2 separate regions of the Mus musculus genome follow, and region 1 is linked to region 2. The links are chromatin contacts, called in public HiChIP or PLAC-seq maps. All regions are on one chromosome and are shown on one strand. Each heading gives the region's core, a stretch centred on a gene start, on an enhancer-like site or on the middle of the called end of the contact. The rest is flanking DNA. Distances are from core to core; before and after follow the strand shown. Region 1 has its middle 15 kb from the start of Vps54. Region 2 has its middle 14 kb from the start of Gm32213.

Region 1 (2,700 bases), core at 144-2,643, 440 kb after region 2:
GTGAGTCCCAGGAGAGCCAGGGCAATACAGAGAAACCCTGCCTCGTAAAAAACACAAAACAACAACAAAAAAGAAACCACCAGAAGAGGCAAGGAAGCACACATGTGTTCAGGGGCTATGGAGAAAGACACATGTTGGCGAACAATGGCAGAGAGGCTGAAAAGACATCCAGTAGCATACACAAACTGGAACTTTCACCTCATTCCAAACGCTTGGGCTTGTTTGTTTTGTTTTGTTTTGTTTTGTTTTGTTTTGTTTTGTTTTGTTTTGTTTTGTTTTGTTTGAACAAGACAGTGGTCTGCTTGCAGCAGATAGACATGAGCACCAATCCTGCTGTATGTGATCTTGGCTAGTCACTTACCTTACTCACTTTAACTCTCCAATCTCTGATTAATCATCTCTTTTTCAGAAGTCTGTTATCAAACTTAAATGAGATTGGGTTATGAGACTCTTGCTCATTTAGATAACATTTATTGGCCTTCCACCGTGTAAGTCCCTGACAGTGAACTTTGTCCTTTAGAAAGATAGAAATTAATGTTCTGCCTTCAAGGAACCCACAAACCAAGGACTGGTGCTTTATACAGTTAGTAAACAAAATGTCAACTCGGCATATGTGAGCTCGGGGCTAGAGGCACTCAGCAACTCACATCCAGGAAGAGGGTGATAAAGAAAGATTACCTCAGAGGTTATGGCCACTGAAACACCAGAAAGGAAACTTTAAAGGTTAGTAGTGTAACTCATTTCCCAATAGTCTGGCTATTGGCAGAAACAAATCTTTGTGGTTTTGGTAAGCGTGGTTACTTTGCATTTGTATAGTGGATTGATTTTGTTTATTTCAAACTCAGAAAAATAGAGATGGGCTAAGGCACAGTACTCTGATTCTCAGCAGACCAAAGGGATGAAAAAGAGAGTCAATCTGCAAAATCACAATCCACAAGAGCAGTAGAAGAGGCAAGCTGGCTAGTTCCCTGAGATGTGGCATGTTATACGGAAAGAGATTAAGATGAGGTAGCACATCTGGGTCCGCCATTATTCCAGACCTTCCTCAGACAGTTGCTGGCTCTCTTTGTTTTCTCCCCTGCAAAGGAGCCATAGCTCTGCCTTGTCTTTGGAGGACTACATCTTTGTCCATTCCCCCTGTGTTCTACCAAGCTTGGTCCACTCAGTTTCACATCCAGAGTTGGATATAATTCAGGCTCAGCCGGTTACAGCCTCACATGGGCTCTTGTTACTGGTCAGAGCTGGAAGCACGAGCCAATCAGAATCAGTGAGAGTCACTGAGCCTGTAAGACAAACATGGCTGCTACTTTTTGAACATAGCCTTCTTCCACTGTGTGAAGTCATGTGACACCCCAGACTAAAGTCTAGACATAATGGAGGACAGGGATCCTCACATGAGATTGCCTCTTGCTTAATCCTTCGTGTTTCTGAACCCTGTGCCTTGGTGAAGTAATGGCCCTCTTCCTGATAACATGAAGCAATACTTTGTTTCTCCTCCTCTTCCTCTTTCTCTTCCTCCTCCTGTTCTTTGCTTAAGCTAGACTTTTTGGGGAAAATGGGAATCAAGTTTAATCAAGAGTTTTAAATGGTTTTCGATCTTGTGACCCACAAAACAATGTTAATGACTGAATATTGAGGCGCGGTCATCAAGCTCAGTGAAGGGGTACATTAGTTTTACAGAATTTTTTTTCTTGATCTTTTCCAAGCATGTTCAAATATCCTCTACATTACAGTTTCCTGCCTTGTGGTTTGGTACCACGTAAGAAGCCATGCTACAAGCTCCTGCAACTTCACCTTCCCTGTGAGGGAAAAAAAATGAAGCTTTGCTCTCTTAAGTTGCTTCCTTCAGGCATTTTATCAGAAATCTGGCACCGAAAAGTGGTGCTAATGTTGTGGGAAACCCGACCAACTGTGTTCTCAAAAAGAAAGAAGAAAGAAAAACTGTGGTTCCGTGATGTAATAGAATGTTTGTCATCACAGCAAATCTCTATTAGTACGAGATATGGTAATTTCCCAGAAAATTCTGAATACCTAAAATGACAATGACTAGAACTAAACTATAATAACCACGAGAGCCAGAGCACTGAGGCATCTTCACTGTTGCCTTGTGGTTTCAGGCCCTGTCTCTCTGGGAGAGCCACTCAGGAAACTTCTGTTGGAAGGTAGTTTTGCTTTTGGTTTCTATGTGGAATACTGCCATCTTCCCACCCACCCCCCCTTTTCTCATCAAAATTCTCCCACTGATCACACAGTTTTAGAAGTCCACAGGAAGCTCAGCAAACCATGTCTGAAAATGAGTCACTGTCCCTTGTGCAAGGGGAGCCACACATCTTCTTGGCCCATGTCCTGCACATTCTGGAGCAAAGGTCTACAGGGATGAGATGCAATTAAGTAACAACCCACTATTTCTAAAAGGCAGAATTCATATGTGACCCATCCTACAAAGAAATCCCTTTAGAAAGGATTATGAAAATGTAATTTCTAAAACAGAAGTAGTAGTAGAAATCAGTCTTGCTTTTGAGACTACTCCACATCTCTGTTCTTCAGTTGCTGCTGTATACTTTAGTTCAGCTCTACCTCCTGCAGAGACAACTTTTCTATTCCCCCTTTTTCATTTCTTTTCTTCTCTCCTTTCCTTCCTTCTCCTCCCCCCTTTTTCTAAAACAAAACAAGAAGCAATCTGTCCATGCTTTGTACTTC
Region 2 (2,700 bases), core at 180-2,679:
AATGCATTTGGACTCTGGGCATGGGCTGGGAGTTGCAGGGGGAGATTGTGAATTGGGTGACCGCAGAGATGACAGAATGCTGCTGAATCTGTTGGCTCTTCTGTGTCTTCACTTGGGAAGGTATCCCCAGACCAGCTAGAGACCAGCTAGAGTCTTTAGTTGTAGACTAAGAAGTCTGCAGCAATAAGAAGGCTGTTTATGCACATGCTTGATTCAGATTTCAGGCCTTAGCACAAAAGTTTGCTCTGCAGTCACTCAGGTGTTCTTAGGAGATAAGTAGCACAACTGAGGAAAAGCCAACCTTGGGAAATGTATACTGTCTAGCTGTGCTTCTGCCCAGTTGCCCTCCTCCCCCAGTCTGTTTATGTACTCCATCTTTGCACTCTTTACCTGTTGACAGGTATGTGCCCAGGCATCTTGCTGGTCCTGTCCTGCCCACTTTGCCATCCATGAACTTATAATGCACACCCACAGAGTGCAGCAGTGCTCTGCAAATGGGTGTGGCCTGACTCCAAGCCCTACTTTCTTTACCTTTCTTTTTAAAAATATTTATTTATTATGTATATGAACACTGTAGCTGTCTTCAGACACTAGAAGACGGCATCAGATCCTATTACAGGTGGTTGTGGGACACCTGTAATTGAACTCAGAACCTCTGGAAAAGCAGTCAGTGCTCTTAACCACTGTACCATCTCTCTAGCCCCTGACTCTCTCTTAATTGTGTAAGTTTATGATTACTTTTTTTTCCTTATAGAATTCACTCTTTGAAGCATCATTAGTTGGAAATGAATTGGAGATGGGTGTCTTTTGTTTTTGGTTTTTAACAAAGTACATTTAACAAAGAGCAGCATAACACTAATAACCCAGGGCAAAACGTAATATGACAGGTGTGTATTAGATAGCACCAATCTCCAATAGCAAAAATAATGAAAATTCTAGATTCCTGAGCATCTGTTTGAGTCTCTAAATTAAGTGATTTCTATCTTCTGTGACGAGACAAGGGAGGAGGGGGGCTTTCTCTCTATCCTCTCTACTGTTGCTCTTGGGTGGTCAAAGCATGGCTCTACTTTTCTGTCCTTGGTTCCCCTTTGAGCATCTTGCACAGGATTTTCTTCTGCTTGGGCTCTTCAGGGTGGCATCACCCTGTCATTCTGGAGTAGGTGAATGCTTCCCATTGTTTACCAACTTAGCTGCTGCCATTTGCTAGAGACTTCAATCCACGGAAGCTGTTTAGAAGCTGGAAAGAGGTGTCCCCCAACAATGTACCCTATTTCTGGCATTTTACCCTAAATCCATTCTTCCTGGTAATCATTTCTTACCCCCATGGCAAACCATGTCTTTTCTTGCCAGGGCTCACAGACATCAGCTCTCCAGGAAATGACTTTTGCAGTCTCTCCACAGAGGCACAGGAAGAGAGAACTGGTGTCTCATTGCTAATTGACCACACTGTGGTAGAGAAGGCCATGATGTAGGAGTAAAGACTTTAGAGTTGACACAAATACGTCTAACAAAGACCAGCAGCTGCTATCACTGGCATGGGTAGAAAGCCGACTTTGTGTGAAAAATTCAGTAATGGAGTCACCAGAAAGTCGGTATGTGGAGGAGTGACCTAGGGTGTGGTGACAGATCAGGATACCGAGAGCAATACAACTCACGATTGATGGGTATGAATGGACACACGTGTGTGTGCGCAATGTGTGCATGCATGTGTGAGTGAGTACATGTGTGTGCGCATGTCTGTGTGTGTGTGTGTGCATGTGCCTTAGACACTTAGCCAGAGGTTCTAACAAGCTGCCCAACAAGCAGACACCCGAGAGATTTCTGAGGCCATCAGTCTGGACTAACACGTTGCCCACTTTGAGGCTGTCAGTCTGGACTAACACATTGTCCAGGCACGTTTCCTCTCCAGATTGTTAAGTTGGTCTGTTGACAAGCAGCCCTCCCATGTCTCGGAACCATCTTTGATTTAGGACCATTCCAAGCCCTGTCCATCATTCTCACTCTCCTCTCCACAGATGACACGATGCCGGCCCCAGCTCTTCTCCAGGTTAGATTTGTCTTTGTGCTTTTCCCTTACCTTCATTTTTTTCCTCTCTAGTTGGTGAGAGGCCATCACCCAGCAGCACCTTAAAGTTCTCATTCCCCACCACCTTGAGACACACCTTAGTGACCCAACTGCAGAAGCCTGAGATGTGCACAGTGCCTTCGTTATCTGATTGCTAACCCGTCTTTCTTGTTTCTTTTACAAACCTTTCTGGAAGGTATAGGGTATGCTTGCTGGGTTGCTCCACTTTTCTTAAAATTGGAACCATCACGTTGCTTGTTGAAACTGGCTTTTTTTAAAATGAAGGATATATATTTATTAACAGTGAAAAAACATTTACCCAAAGTGAACATTATAAAATACAGAGTACCTCCATGTTCTGGGTAGTTCATTTTTGTAGCATTATCTCTACCTACATAGAGTTCTGTTTTACTTATTTGGGATATGTGTGTGTGTGTGTGTGTGTGTGTGTGTTATATGTATATCACTAACCAGAGTCTTAACTTACACATCAAGATAAACAAGAATATTAATTTAATGACTTTTGAGTAATGATTACTAGGGAAAACATATTACACACATTATTTGTTGTCAATCCCTGGATATTTTAAAACTAAGTTAGTTACTAAAATATAAAAACAGGGGACAAGATAGTA

Evidence for each region. HiChIP or PLAC-seq counts read pairs in DNA pulled down with a chosen protein or histone mark.
Region 1: a contact with region 2 is called in a BATF HiChIP or PLAC-seq map of CD8 T cells, with 7 read pairs. The contact joins two enhancer-like sites. A contact is called at or near these places in 2 of 39 promoter capture datasets (embryonic stem cells and pre-B cells), 2 of 15 datasets of contacts at CTCF or cohesin (the NIH/3T3 cell line and large pre-B cells), 2 of 484 Hi-C or Micro-C datasets (bone marrow-derived macrophages and epidermal suprabasal cells), 17 of 115 datasets of contacts at active chromatin or transcription factors (CD8 T cells, the NIH/3T3 cell line, bone marrow-derived macrophages and 11 more) and 2 of 9 other capture datasets (embryonic stem cells and liver).

What each region holds. Positions count from the first base shown.
Region 1 is chr11:21,222,363-21,225,062 of GRCm38.p6, forward strand. No RefSeq gene overlaps it. Among named protein-coding and RNA genes, the nearest start is that of Vps54, 15 kb to the right of the region's middle. Within about 2 kb of position 1,394, at least 104 of the 459 cell types and tissues checked have an H3K27ac peak or open chromatin away from gene starts, as enhancers often do. A contact at or near this core is called in CD8 T cells, where this site is marked.
Region 2 is chr11:20,779,097-20,781,796 of GRCm38.p6, forward strand. No RefSeq gene overlaps it. Among named protein-coding and RNA genes, the nearest start is that of Gm32213, 14 kb to the right of the region's middle. Within about 2 kb of position 1,430, at least 15 of the 459 cell types and tissues checked have an H3K27ac peak or open chromatin away from gene starts, as enhancers often do. A contact at or near this core is called in CD8 T cells, where this site is marked.